Linked DNA regions of Zea mays: region 1 is linked to region 2. Evidence: chromatin contacts called from public Hi-C data. All regions are on one chromosome and are shown on one strand. Each heading gives the region's core, a stretch centred on a gene start, on an enhancer-like site or on the middle of the called end of the contact. The rest is flanking DNA. Distances are from core to core; before and after follow the strand shown.

The links. Hi-C and Micro-C count contacts between places; a contact is called where the count stands out from the background.
Region 1: a Hi-C map of leaf shows a contact between it and region 2, with 4 times the contacts expected there. The contact joins the promoter of LOC103630775 here to the promoter of LOC103630771 in region 2. A contact is called at or near these places in 4 of 25 Hi-C or Micro-C datasets (bundle sheath, ear, leaf and 1 more).

Annotation. Positions count from the first base shown.
Region 1 is chr6:177,721,020-177,728,785 of Zm-B73-REFERENCE-NAM-5.0, forward strand. It overlaps LOC103630775 (auxin-like 1 protein), which reads left to right and starts at 3,229. Exons shown (of 8, transcript XM_008651838.3): 1 at 3,229-3,826; 2 at 5,951-7,766. The coding sequence starts at 3,393.
Region 2 is chr6:177,564,680-177,571,804 of Zm-B73-REFERENCE-NAM-5.0, forward strand. LOC103630771 (GATA transcription factor 15) reads right to left here and starts at 3,256. Exons shown (of 2, transcript XM_008651833.4): 1 at 2,508-3,256; 2 at 1,620-2,162. The coding sequence starts at 3,050. The coding sequence ends at 1,851.

The DNA of each region.
Region 1 (7,766 bases), core at 1,979-4,478, 160 kb after region 2:
TAGAGACTAAACTAAAGTTTAAGAGGTGAGAATCAAACGCCCTATTAGGGCTTGTTTGTTTGCTCTCATAGATCGTAGGGTATTTGTGAGGATTTAATCCCATTTATTCATTCTTGAATAGGGTTTTGGATTAAATTTGCTTCAATCCCCTTTAACCCCTTCAAAACCAAACAAGGCCTTAGTCGTGTGTCAGTTGATTGTTTGGAGAATGGACATGCGATTGAAGGCAACCAGGACCAGGCACACATGCCTGCAGATTTTTGTTCACAGATGGACACAAGTTGCCGCTAGCTAGATCTTCTCCGCCACTCCACGCAGTGTGACACGCACAAGAAGCCCACAGCATATATGCATGCATGGAGCAGTGGTTAGTAGAGACAAGGCAACGGTTGTTGTGTGAGCTTGTTCGTAGTGTTGTAGCCCCACAGCTAGATCAAGACGAGAGAGAGAGAGAGAGAGAGAGAGAGAGAGAGAGGTCGCGAACATCTGGCTCCATTCCACCCGTTTGTTACCTGGAGAGATTGAGAATGAATGAAGAAGAATGGGCTGGTCCAACACGCCCCATCGCAACAATAATTGGACTGATGACCGGAGTAATCACGTAGGCACGTCCAACAAGAGCAAAGACGAAACAGATCCCATTGATTAGAAGCCAGAAGCCAGACAACCAGTCAGAGCTGAAGCCAGAGAAACCCCCCTCCGGTGATAAAGCATTTGTTTTTCAGTTCCTGAGCCTGAACTGAATCCCTGTAAAATATTGACCCAACAGCAACAGCCATGGGCTGATGAGCAGCTGCAGACCAAGGACAAGGAGTATCCGAGACCGAGACCAGACTTGGCGGCTCACGGATTTTCTAATCGCAGATGCTCGAATTGGGAACCAGACCACCCAAACACCAAGCCTCCGCAGGGACAGCGACGCGAGTGCAGCCAGCACGACGCATGGTCCATGGAAATGCTAAAGAAATATCAGCAACTAGCAGACCGAGCAACTGGTGCTGACCATATGAACCTGGCCTGTCGTCGTCGTCGACGTCGTTGCCGGCGGGGGGCCATGCAGCAAATGAGCGTCGCTGTCCAGCCCATAAGTCCCGTGACTGCGACTACGACTGTTTGAGGCCATTAAATTCTGAAAGCAAGGGTTGGGTCGGATTGGACGAGTAACAGATAAAGACGCCGCCATTAGGCCCCTTCTCTCTCAGCAGAGCCTAATCAAGCAGTCAGGCAGAGCAGTGCAGTGCGCTGTCGTCGTCTGCCATGCGCGTGGAGACGAGACGAGGAAGCCGTTACTGCTAGCTCTGCTTGCTGGTGTATTGGATTGGAGGAGCGTACGTACGTACGTACGGGACGGAGTAGGCTGGGAGGAAGAGGAACTAATGATGGGGAATGGAGGGACGCCGAAAGAAAGAAAAAAAAAAGAAAGAAAGAACGAAAGAAAGAAAGAAAGAAGGGCAATGATTCGTGCCGAGGGAGGGAACACGCGGAGGACGCCGGAATGAGGCCGTCCACTCGCCGTGTTCGCCGCCCACAATCCATTCCCCATGCAGCAAAAGCGGGGGGACTCTCATGATGCAGACGATGCAGTTCGTCGTCCAGGGCTGCCGCGGACGTGGGTGATTTCGTTTCACTGGGAATGAGGGGCATGGCAATGCCAAGGGAAGCAGAGACCAGCGACCACACTGATGGCTGCCCCTGCCTGGCCGCCCACGTACATCTATCGATCTGCCTGTACATGCCAGAGCCAGCGCGCGTGCTCGGCAGGCTCCCGGCGACCATCCAACACGCCCTGGATCGTCCCTCCTTGCCCGAGCCGTTTCTTTCTTTCTTTCTTTCTTTCTTTCTTTCTTTCTTTCTTTCTTTCTTTCTTTCTTTCTTTCTTTCTTTCTTTCTTTCTTTCTTTCTTTCTTTCTTTCACTGTCAGTGAGTCTGCCATGTCTCGCACGCGCAAGGGCGCAAACAAGGTTCATTAGCGTGCAAGTAACCTCGCGCCCGTCCCGTCTATCTAATGTCGTCCAAACCATGATGAGACGCACGGATTAGTGTCTGTCATTCTCATCCGAGAGCCGAGAGCGTGCTGCTGACAGACAGAACCGTTGGGGGGCTTTTACTCCTATCTGCAGTGCGTCCAAGGACTACGCGCGTGCCTCTCGCTCTCGTCCGTGTCCGAATGTCAGCTACTCAACGACCACGAAACAGACGCCGTGCCTGACTGCGAACAAACCACAAGCACGCGTGCCAGTTCCCCTCGGCTCGCTCGATCGACCGCTCATGGCCATGAATTGGAGCTGCCGTGATCGGGACGTGGGGCATGGCGACGCCGGGAAGGACATCTGCTGGAACAGGGAGCGCGCGGGCGTCGCTGTCCACGCGCCGAGGCTTCAGGCTGAGGCTGAGTCGCTGAGACACTCCGGGTGTCAATGCGTGTGTCCATGGTCGGCCGATGTCTCTGACGGCAGGCACGGCAGCGCCACCGTGTACGCCGTGCAGGTGGAGGAGCACTGTGAGCTCCGTCCACTTCCACGGGCCACGGGGACTTGTCCTGCTCTCGGCGTGAGGACCTCCAAATCACACGTAGGATGAGCCCTTTGGAGGAACTTGAGAGAACACGATCCTGTTTCCAGCAGCTCTCCTAAAACACGATCCAGGAGACAGAAACCAGTTTCCTAGAAATCATGGTGCTTTCAAACTTTCCTTAGTGTGCTAGCAGATTTCATTTGATCAGTAATTTGCTTATCTAGTAGTGGGTTTTCTGCAGGAGCTTGCGACAAAGCCTAGGCACGGTGAAAAAAACACGAAGCCGCCGCCGTCTTTCGTCCAATTCCAATCCAACGGCCAACGCCCGAAGGCTTCGCGCGCCCGCCGTAGCTGGCATCAGGCAGGAAGCGACAGGGATAGGGACCCGCGCCAACGCGGTTCCGCCCGCGTCCTCCTCCCCTGGGACGGCCGGATGGGACGGGACGGAATGGGAGCGAGACAACGCTTTTCCGCGCGGCCGCAACGCAAAAAAACAGCCAACGCCACCGAGGGCCGCAGCCCTTCCACACCGCGGGCCGTGGTGCCCATGCCAATTTGCCATGGTCCCCACACACAAGGACGGGGCGACCCAGGCGCGGCAGTTTTTTTAATGGTAAAACACGGACGGACACCGTCCCAAACACCGCAACTCCCGAGTAAAGCCCTGCCCGCCTGCCTGCTCGCCCCTGTCCCTGCGCTTGGCCTCCGCTTCGCCTCCCACAGTCCCACTCCCCCAACCTCGCTCTCGCCTCCCCTCCCGCTCCCCCCTCCATTCCTCTCCTCCTTCGCCCCCCCAAAACCCTGTGCACAGAGGGTGGACCAGGGTGTAGGGAGCGGGGCGGTGAGAAAGCCCTAGCGCGCTCGCGCGTGGCGCGGCCATGGACGCGGCGCGTAGGGAGAGGAGGCACCACCGGAAGGCAGCGGCGGCGGGAGCGGTGGGCGTTGGTGGCGTGGGAGGAGGAGGAGCGGCGGCGGCGCGGGCGGCGTACGGGGACGTGTTCGGCGGCCCGCCGCGCTTCGCAGCGCCGTTCGGGGCCGCGCCGCTGGACTACGCCGAGGTGTTCGGCGGCGTCGCGGCGACCTGCTCCATCCCGTACCTAGACCTGCCGCCCGCGCCTTCGCTCGCCGCCGCCGAGGGCTTCTTCGCCTGCCGCGGGAAGGGGGACTACGGGGAGATCTTCGGCCGCTTCGACTTCGCCGACTTTGCGCTGCCGTACGAGGACCTCTTCGGCGAGCCGCAGCCGGAGCCCGTTCCCGACGCCGCAGGGGAGACGGACCCGGAGATCGCCTCGTCCAGCGGGAGCTCCACCAGGTCTGCGCTGTGCTGCACGCCCTCCCTCCCGCCCTCTGACCCTCTCCGACAGTCGTCGCCTGCCTCTCTCCCTCTATGTGTGTCAGTGTGTGTGTGTTTCCGGCTGGGTGAACAGCGCGGGCGGCCCTTACTGCTTCCCCGGTCTGCGCGTTCTTCGTTTGCAGACGTTGATTCGGAAAACGGCGATGAGTGGGGTTCACGATTTGCTTCCTCCATTCGGAAATGCGACCGTGTCACGTCCTAGTCTGTTGGTGGGATGATTGGTTAGGTGGGTGAGAGGGGGGATTTGCGGGCTTTTAACATTGCACATCTACCGTTCTTCTCGTTGTAAAGGTGCCTCTTCCGATCCTCCTTTTTACGCCGCTTTGCTCTGCGTCCAGAGTGGTGTTAGCGTCGGAGAAGCTGTTTATGCAGCATTAAGCGTTACTGGGACAGTTTTCCATTTTCTGGTTCGTAAAGGTGTCTCCCTTCTTTGAGAGAGAAAAGCAGAGCCTTTTCTACTCACTCATTATTCGGCTCAGCGTGAAATGGTGTCACCAGGTGGTGCTGGTATTGCCATTTGCCCCCTCCCCCCCTTTGTGCTTCTATGGCATTTGAGGGTCTCTACTAAGGATTCGCTGTTTGCGGGCTTTTGTTTATTTTTTCATGTGAATATATATTGTTCGAATTAAGATTTATGTGTAATGTTGTAATCACATCGTGGAGATCCTCATACGGCGGACATTACAACCACTGTCTATTTCCATGGATTTAAAAAAGTTGAGCATTGAAGAAGAGTTGGATGACTTGATAACAAGTATTCAACATTTGCCGTGGACGAAATTCATAGGATTGGTACGGTTTTCCTTGAGCAAGCTTGGTACAGATAAAATAATCTTTAATGCTTTTTAAAATCAAGCATGATGTTGACTTTGGTGATGGAAGCTCATATATTGTATGTTCTTCTATGGTTAGTGGCACGCACAGAAATGGACATCCCTTGATTTGTGTTTTTCGCCCATGTGAACAGTTTTCCTGTCTCATTCAGTTGTAACCAATCTTCCCTAATAGATTCCATGTAGCCATTGGCGAAGATTTTTTTAATCATAGGCCCACCACACCTTATAGCACCAAATGAGTTGGTGTCCTCCATCATTTGGTGAAAGATCTACCAGTGACTGTAGTAGAACTGTAGAAGCAAGGAACTAGAAATTCCTGCTTCCTCCTGATGAAGAAGCCGGTGCCAGTGCCACACAACAATCGGAACATGTGGATCTGAAGAGGACGTGGTAGTTGGGTAAACCAGACAGGTCAGTGCAGGAGGTGGACAAATCATGGCCGGTTGATGTGTTGTACTGCTAGGGAATGGGTGCATTAAACATGGGTGCACTATGACCTTGCTGGCCAACAAGCTACATTTGATAAGCTGGTGAGGCTAGCTGGCCATTGACATTCAAGGAGAATGAGGCCCTGTTTGTTTCCTTTCTGGATTGTATAATCCAGCTTATGGATTATATGTATAACTAATATAAGCACCTATTGACCTGCTTATGGATTATTATAATCTAGGCATCTAGATTACATAACCCACCCAATAATCTGTGTTGTTTGTTTAACTCTCAACTTATTTAAGCTGGATTATATAATCTAGAGAATAAACAAAAGGGCCTGAAAACCACCATGGGAGGTGAGATAGGAGACATGAACGGGGTCAATTTCCTTGTCCATAATGAGTAGAGGCGTTACTTGGTGGGATGGGGTGTTGTAACGTATGTACATCTTGTAGTGTTGTGTGCTGCAGCATTCATTTAATCATTCTGAAAGGATGCTGATAAAGGTCGTGAGTGATGTCAATATGCTATATTTGTAATATCTACTGCCAGTAATTGCCATCAAATATTTGCATTTATTGTCTTATGAAGCGCATCTAAGTGAAAATACCATGCAGCAAAATGCGATTCCAGCAAAAACAGTCAATTTTGATTTTACAATCTGCATTATGTTTATCAGCATCATGATTAGTGTAACACGATTGTTCTGCTTTTTTTATTCATGTTTGTCCCCCCTTGAAACTGCTTTGGCAGTTAAAAGTGTGTGTGTTTACTATCTGTGAGATGGTTTACCATTATTTTTTTGTATTAACAGATCATCGTTTAGAAAAGAATCCAGCCAGCTGGAGGATGAGCCTTCTATACTTCCTCAACACTATCAAAATCTGGATCATCATCAGCATTTTAAAGACCATAAGTTTTCTCCAATATCCTTCTCTACAGACACAGAAAGTCCGCAGTTTGTGATGTCATATAACAAGACTGCTGAGAGGAGACCTGATGATCTAATTGAGATGATGACCTGCACAGTTAAACCTTCGGTGGACTTTGTGATTGATTCTCGCAATTCATTACATGGTCCAGCAACCAATCATGTTTCAAGAATTGATTATGGAACAATGGCCAATGATGATAGTAATAAGAAACCAAGCCCTGCTAACACGAGTGTGCAGAGTGCTGAGAGTGATTTTGCAGTTGATCAGAAGCAGCAAAGTCAATCATGGACACCTATTTCTGGAAGTATATCTGCAAACGAAAATCACAAGAACTCTGATAGTCATTCAACACGTAGTACTGTAACGCCTCCTGATTATGCATTTCTTCAGGTATCTGACAGTGATACACAGACACAATCAATCAAAGTACAACAACCATTGAAGCAACAACCTAAACTGCTCAACAAGAAAGAGAGTGCAGCTAAAGAAGACGTCAGGATTGTAGACGACAATTGCTCTCCAACTTCTGCACATATCACTTCAAGTAGCAACATGTCTCACACTGACAAGAAAGTTGATGCCAATCCAACTTCTGCATCAGCAGCTATGAAGGAGGCAATGAATTTTGCTGAAGCTAGGTTAAAGGCTGCAAAAGCATTGTTAGAGGGAAAAGGTGACAGTTTTAAATTGCGGAAGAAGCCAAGTCATCTTAAAAGCACAAGGTCTACAGAAATCAAGTCTCCTATTTCTGTAGAGGCCGATACTTCTGAACAAAAACTATGGGTGAAAAAGTCATCGGAAGAAGAAAAGAACCCTGACGATTCTTTGTCTGACAAGCACAAAAAGCTGACTGCAGTCAGATTAGATCATTTTGATGACAATGGAAAAAAGGTACTTCCATTGGAGAAGCCTGAGCATATGGTGCAACACTGCACTGAATCCTGTCAAACTTCCAGTAAACTACAAAAACTAGGCAACTGGAAGTCAGGTAATGACTTTTTTGAGCTAACCCGAGATGATCAGAAATGCAAAAATGATGAAGCCACAGAGGGAGGTGATAAATGTGAGCAAATGAATCCTATTACTAGTGTCATCAATGATCACAATGAAATTGAATTCAATGCAGCAGGCTCTGACTTGGACAGGTATGAAAAACTATGGGAGGTTAATGATGGCAGGAGTGTGGGGGTGAAACCTGTAAATCTGAGAGAGAACAAGACAGCTCCCGTGGACAAAGATAGTGTGTCTGTGATTTTAGAATCTTCTACAGAAAATAAGGCACACCAAAAGACTCACAACTCAATTGGTGAGGGACTTGTAACACTGAAAAATGCTAAGGAAAGCCATGGTACTGATAAGTGCTTTGAGCTTCCTTCTATGAGTGGAGCCTCCACAAAGCTGGATGTCTTCAAGGATGTGTCAGGTTCATTTCCGGAGGCTCGCTCATCAGTAAATGCCAGCGATCTTGGAGACCATGGTAATATTAGTCCAAACTTAAGTCCATTAGCAGGAACATCACAAGAGGACACAACCAGTAAACTGGTATCAGAAGTATCTTGCGATGGTGGGATGCAACACACTTCTCGTAGTAATGAAAAGCTACAGGAATCCTCAGATGTATCTGATGTTGCTATTTCCCAGGGAAGTAACATTAAATCATTCATTTTAGAAGAACTTAAAGAATCTGATGTATGT
Region 2 (7,125 bases), core at 2,006-4,505:
GTATTGAATGTCTAAGGATCAAATTTGAGATTGAAAAGTTGAATCAATGCATTAGATAAAGTAAAATGGACTGGTGAGAGGGATAAAAGCCTGATCTTGGAGAAGCCTGATCCAGGATAACGAACCCTGATGCCATTGATCTTGACGCCATCGGCCATGCTTAGAATCGAGATTTATGCCACTGAGCTCGACAGCGTGACAATATATCCACAGTAACGTCTCGTGTGATGCTTAATTTATGACGTTTTGCTTTATAATCTTGGCTTCATATATCATCACACTAATTCCTTCTACTCAAAAATAGATTTAGTTATCTAGGTGTTGAAACTTATTATTTTCTTTTAAAAAGCCAAACTACGATAAAATTCGGCCAAGGCGGAGGGATGACGTGTACGCCCGGGGCCCGGTTGCTTTGTGTCTTTCAAGTGTTGGTAACCCAACTATAGAGGTGTGTGCGCTTCTTGTGGTGTACAGTGCTTGCTCGGTGCAGCACGTACGTTCAAGCTCTAGGATCCTTGCGCGTATCACATGCTCTCTCCACATCGCTCATAACTGCGTCCACACCACTGTTTTGCCGTGTTGCATGTTTGTGTTTGGTCGCGGGCGTGCGTTAACTATTCCACTCCAGAGTCCAGAGTAGACTACCTGCTTAACTACTTCAAAAGTCTAATTTCTTTTGAAGCGTAACTATTTATATGATTTTTTTTATAAAAAAGGTCATTATGAATCAGGATTCGGTCTAACAGCTACGCGGTTTTACGAGATGATTCTAGTTTATTGCTCAAAATGTTTCTTGTCTATAAAATTCTGAATCCATATCAAATTTACCTAAATTTTGCTCAATTAGATTTTTTTCATACGGTATTTTCTAATGGATATAAGTGGATACCCTGTTCTGAACCACCCTCGCTGAAAAGTACAATGACTATGTTTCTATAAAATACTTTGACAATCTAATCTTCCGCGCGCATTTAACTGGCTGGCTCAATCTGCAATTTTTTATATCCCCGTCGAACAGTGGGCAACACATGTGTGTATAGTGTGTAGAATAATTTGTTGGATGGTCATATATACTTTATGATATTACGCTGATATTACGCATTGGGTATTTTGTTTGCGCATCAGCCAGTTGGGCTTCTTTTGGGTCTGGCTTCTTCAGTCAGTGGGCCTTATTTCCTGACCGAAGCTGAGACTTGTTTATTGTTTCAAATTCTATCTGTACTCTGTTTTTTTCGTATTTATTATCCACCCTGAAACCTTAGAACGTTTTTAAAATACAAGAGACAACTCTGAGTTTCTAAATAATAAATGCAGTTAAGAGTTGTAAATGCAGTTAAGAGTTGTATGTACCTTCGAGTGAGGTACTTGATTGCTTCCTTGTGACATTTGTTGTTTAAAACTGATGCTTTCTCTTTTTCTTCATTGACAACCTCTATCTTGTTTCTCGCTCTCTCCTATATATTCCTCTCATCTTATAATCCCTCATTGGATCTACCACTGTTCATAGACATCATATTTACTTAAACCTGATAGATTTATAGTGACCGGTGATATCAAATTATCGTGTTTTTTCGTATTCCTTTTAGTTATTTCGGTAAATTTTATTTGGCTACACTGTACCAATACTTTCCGAGCCTGGGCGCGAAAATAAAAGCCGTTTCGGGACACATTTGCGAACCGCCAAGAAAAAAGATAAGTACTGTACTACGGAATAACTAATGGTTAATTGGATAGGTTAAATTTGGAGATAGACAGAATGCATGCGTGCAGACACCAGACAACCGCCCCATCCAGATCCAGCCCCAAAAAGGTTGCAGTTGCACCCCCAGCCGCCCACCCAACACAGAGGATTAGTTGTACTGGAACAAGGTCGTCTGCTCCGGCCAGACCGCAGCGAACGCGGCCGCCTGCGCCTGCGCCGGAGCGACGACGTCGAGCCGCCACGCGAGGAAATTCTGCGGCGCTGCCTCGGCGTCCGCGACGTCACCACCGTCGCACGGGAACGCCGGCCCCTCGCAGCTGCCGTAGTACGCCCTCCCGGCCGCCGCCCCGTACTGCGCCCGCTCCGCGACGTAGGCGCAACCGCCCTGGTCCATGGCTGCCGTCGCCGCCGCGCGCCGTTCCTTCTTCTTGAACCTGATGCCGCAGGCGTTGCACAGGGACTGCATGCATCACAGACAGCAGATACACGCGTCGGTCAGCGCACTCGCTCATGCATGCATGGGGGTATGGGACGGACGGGGAAAACTGCCAGTAGCGTGATGCCAGTGGCATATATGGGAGACCGCGCTGGTTTTTTCAGCTAGTAGCGGGGACGTGGTGGAAAAACGGCCAGTGGCAGACGACAGACACGCACACGACACTGGCTCGTGCCGTGCGACCTATCGCAATGGTGCTCAGGAGGCAGGGGCAATGGCTAATGAAAACTGCGACGATGGTAGATACTGCTAAACCCTTGTTCGAGCGTCATTTGGGAAGACGACGACATGCGAGGCGAGGAAACGAACCTTGGGCCCGCAAGGTCCGTTCCTCCACAGCGGCGTGGACGAGGTGCCGCAGTTCGCGCAGCGGCGGTCCACGAGCAAGGGGTCCTGCCCGGCGCACGGCATGACGGCGCTCTTGTTCACAACGACAGAGGGCCTGCTGCTGCTGCTGCTGCCCTGGCGGCGGCGGCAGCAGCAGCAGGACTGGTCAGCGGCGGCGGCGACGTCCCACGGCATGGTTCCGCAAGACGACGCCGGCAACGGGCGCTGCTTGGGCGCGGCGAGGCGCGACGAGGGCGTGCCGAGCGAGAGCGTGCAGTCGACGGAGCCCGTGGAGGAGGAGGACGGGGATGGAGGGGTGGCGATGACGGCGCTGTTGCTGTCGTCGTCGTCGAACCAGTCCGCCGGCGCGTATTGATGAGCCTTGGTGCTGCAGGGCAGCGGGGAGAAGAGCGAGAAGGTGGTGGACGGCATGGTGGCGGGGGCGAGGGCAGTGGCCGGGATGCTCTGGCGATGGCGATGGCGCTGGTGCTGCTGCTGGGTGGTGGTGTTGCAGTGGCGGAGCATGGTCCGCAGTGCTGGGTTTTAAAGCGAGGCGGCGGCGCCGAGGAGGAGAGAAGATCCGGAACTGAACTTCGGTGCGAGGATGTGGACGGCAGCGGTGCAGAGGTAGCTAGGATTTATAGGATCAGATTCACTGTGTAGAGGTGGATCTGCTCGGCTCGTTGATGCCAGTGCCAATGCTGGGAAACACAGAGCAAATACTACTACTGCTTTGATTTTTTTTCTTTTTGGCTTTGAATACTGCGAGCGGCTGCTGCCACCTCGATTCGGTTTTACGTTGCTTTGCATTTTTGCGTGCCCTACAGTGAAGTAGGAGTACCGTGGGAGGGGTAGCTGGGAGGAGGAAGAAAGGAAAAAAAAGGATATGGCAATATGACATGCAGCAACCAATGAGTACACCGCTGAAGATGAAGCGAGGGCGCGCGCTGTGGTCAGGTCAGTCAGGCTCGACGCGACGAGCTGGCCTGGCAGACTGGTCGAAGCAGACCGGCGGCAGGCAGCACGGCGCACTGTTCACCCTATCTATCCAAGCAGTGCTTGTGCCAGGCAGGCAGCAACAATCCGTAGGGAGAATCAATGGAGCAGGGGCGGCAGCAGCATACAGGCAGGCTAGCTGGCGTCTCATCAGGCGTACCAGCATGGGAGAGAGAGAGACGAGAACGAGACCCACCAGAAAAGAGGGGAGAAGAGAGGAGAATCGGGAGAAGACGGCAGACGGAGGAGGACGCCGGCCGGCCGGTGTCCTTGGACCTGGCAACGATAACGATCGAGCGAGCCAGGGCCATGCAGGCGCGTCATATAGCAATGACGAGCGACTTGTTCCGGCCCGGGCCTTTTACGTCACACAACAAGACCGGAGATCAAGAGAAAGAAAGAAAGAAAGGGCCTGGCGCCATGGCTGGTATGGTATCCATCGCAGACCTACCTAGCATAGCGCCATAGCCTTGCCAGGCACAGGCGTCTCGTCTCTGCCCTGAGGTCTGAACCACCACGTCTCGTACGGGCCTGCACCTGCTGGGCGTACCAGCATCAGCGTATGCCACCCCATCCCTCCGCCTCGCGTCACCGGCCGCTGACACACGGGCCGAGCCGCGCGACGCATCGGCGGCGAGCCGGAGGCCGGAGGCCGGAGCCCCGGGCCGGGCGGTCAAAAGCCGGGGCCGACGCATGTGACCCGTGGAACAGTCTCCCATGCGCGCGTATATACGTACGTACTCCTACTACTCTACGCATCGGCTCACCCGCCCCGCGTGCGCGGATCGCGATGCTGCCGCAGCCCGGTGGCGAATGCGCTGTTGCCGTGCCACCGGGATCCGTACCCGCGCGCCAGCGTTGGCCCCACCCGGCCTCCTGTCGCATCATCGAGGCCCACCGCGCAGCCGAGGCCGGACCCGGAGCCGGAGGCCCCCCCCGCGCGCGTGCCCCAGCCACACGGCCGCCGGCCGTGCCGGGCCGGTTGCTGCAGGCTGCACTGCTCTGCCACCGCCGGGACGGAACGCCACGGATGCTCACCGCCCACCAGGCCACCGCCGGGGCCGGGGCCGTACGTACGCGGCGGCTGACGGGGCCGGGGGGGCGTTTACGGCAGCGCGGCTGGTACGGCCGGCCAGGCAACGTCATGGTCCCATAGACGCGTACGTGCGTGTCGCGCCGCCGTGCGTGCGGGCGGCGGCGGCGAGCGAGCGAGCGAGGTACGTTGGGCTTTATGGCCCCCTCGTCCTCCGCACTGCGCGCGGCCGTCCGGTACCGGCCCCGGTGACCGCACACTAGCGAGCGCCCTTGCCGCTGGCAGCAGCCAACCATCCGTACCCGACGGATCAATGGAATGCGACTGCGCGCGTGCTCGCCGCCCGGTCCGGAGCCCGGACGGAAACCAGCACGGCGCACCGGCCGCCCGGCCGGGGGTACGGTACGGACACGGTACACACCCATGACATGTCGCGGCTGAGTGGCGTACGAGTACGGGCCGTGTGATTCTCCAAGACGATGCTGTACGTCGTCACCGGCCGGTCGCGTCGCGGATGCCGATGCGTGCGTTCGATCCGTACAACGTAGTAGTAGCTGCCGCCACGTGGATTTTGGTTGTAGAGCTAGCAGTAGCAGTGCGTCACTTTGAGTGGGAGGGCAAATTAAAATTACCTTTCCCCGCCGAAGTGAATTGTTGGTTTAAGAAATGGAACGTTCTTGTAACAATTCACGCCTAGCTTGCTAACAAATGTAGGCATGGTGGTTCTGACAGTATCTAGAGCAGTCTCTCAACAGGACTCCTCGTCCATGTAGAGAGGAGTTGCACATTCTAACTGCCACCGTTTGACCATCCTTTTATTTCGCTCGCGGTATCTACTGCCAATCGCCATCTTCGCGGTTTGTGTCAAGAACTAGTAGCTGTTTTTTTTATAAAAAAAAAATCAAAGAGTTGTAGCGTGATAAGACTGCTAGATCGAAGCGTCGACATGACTACATGCACACAAAATATAGAAAAGCGCGTTGTTTGCTAGCAGCAGAGGTATTGAAAAGAGCCCAACTAACGAAGCGCTACAAGTGCCCAGTCCAAAGCGCGGATCGGTCGGTCCAGTTCCCGACTTCCCGTCGCCTCGCTCTCGCCTTTTCATGTATGGCCGCCGAATCGCCGCCGATCGACCTCCAGCTTCCCTACCCCTCTACTGGCCGACGAGCAACTACGACTGTTCCCTTGTGCCGATCTCTTCGAGTCAATCAAACAAGAGAGAAAGAAAAAGGAGTACTCCGTATAATCGATCCATAGCAACGCTGCATGCTTCGTTCGCCTTGGAGCTAGGTATATACACTGTCTGATTGAATTCGTTTCCTTTTATTTTGAAAAAGATCGTGTTGATTTTAATATACATACAGTTTGGGCATTGTGCATTATTAATTAAACAACTAGGCTACTAGTACCTACTAGCAGTTTGTTTAATTAGTGATCATCTCACAGATTGACAGACACAAAAGGGATTGCACGTGTGACGGCCAAAACATTCCGCGGATCAATGGATCTGTCAGTTCGGGTCGGTAGAATATTATATTATTTATATAAGACAACCCACGCATTGTTTGCTGGCCTGGTGTAGATGGTTCGCCCAAAGGAGATGCTCCGAGATATGGAGATTATTGCATGAGTGCTACTAGCGTCTCCTAGAGCTAGCTAGTAAAAAGAGTGTACGTGTGCGAAGGCTAGTCACAGTGAGAATTTCATGTCTCTATTTTAAAAAATGCCACATCAGCTTTATGAATGAATGAAACACCCTCTCTTAATAGAGAGTTTCATCTCACTATTTTATATGTCAACATACTCCTTAAATGCTGCATATAAATAACCAATATGATTTACTCGATTATATGAAGATGAAACAAAACACTCTCAGTGGAGGTTTCACACAGTTTCTAAGACATTGGAAACGAGTTAACATAGTTTCATCCCTATGAAACTCCATAAAAATCTTCTTTTCTTAAATGATGTGAAATGTCATCCAAATAGCTGATGTGACAGACTAATTAATACTCCCTCCGGTGCAGTAAAAGAAGTCATCCTGCGCGTGACCGAGCGTGCACAAAAAGAAGTCATAGCGCGCGTGGGTCTGGGATTTGGACGTTGTTGCCCCTAGTAATTGCACAAAAAAAGATGCATTTAAGAGGAATCGAACTTGAGACCTCCAGTCTAGAATGCCTTGGAGCTACTGCAGCAATCAATCAAGCCTGATTGTTTTAGTGACGTTAATGCACCCATATCCCTATTTAATAGGGGCAAACAGGGAAAACTCTATAATAATTAATCACTCCTTGGTATGCACAATCATGTCCTAAACGACTTCCTTTACTGCACTGGAGGGAGTACATGAAACATCTCGTTGAAACCTCTATTGTGAATAGACTAACTAGCACTAGCGGAGTGGTGTGTTCCAAAATAAGGCTGTCGTCGCCTAGAAACTAGAAAGCCCCTCGAGATTGCTTTAACATTGCTAGCTTTGGGGCGCTAAGCACGAGAGATGTATCGAGGGCATCTTTCGATATTGCTTCAGCAAGGTTTCGGCAGCATGCAGCGCTGCTGTTGCAGTGTGTC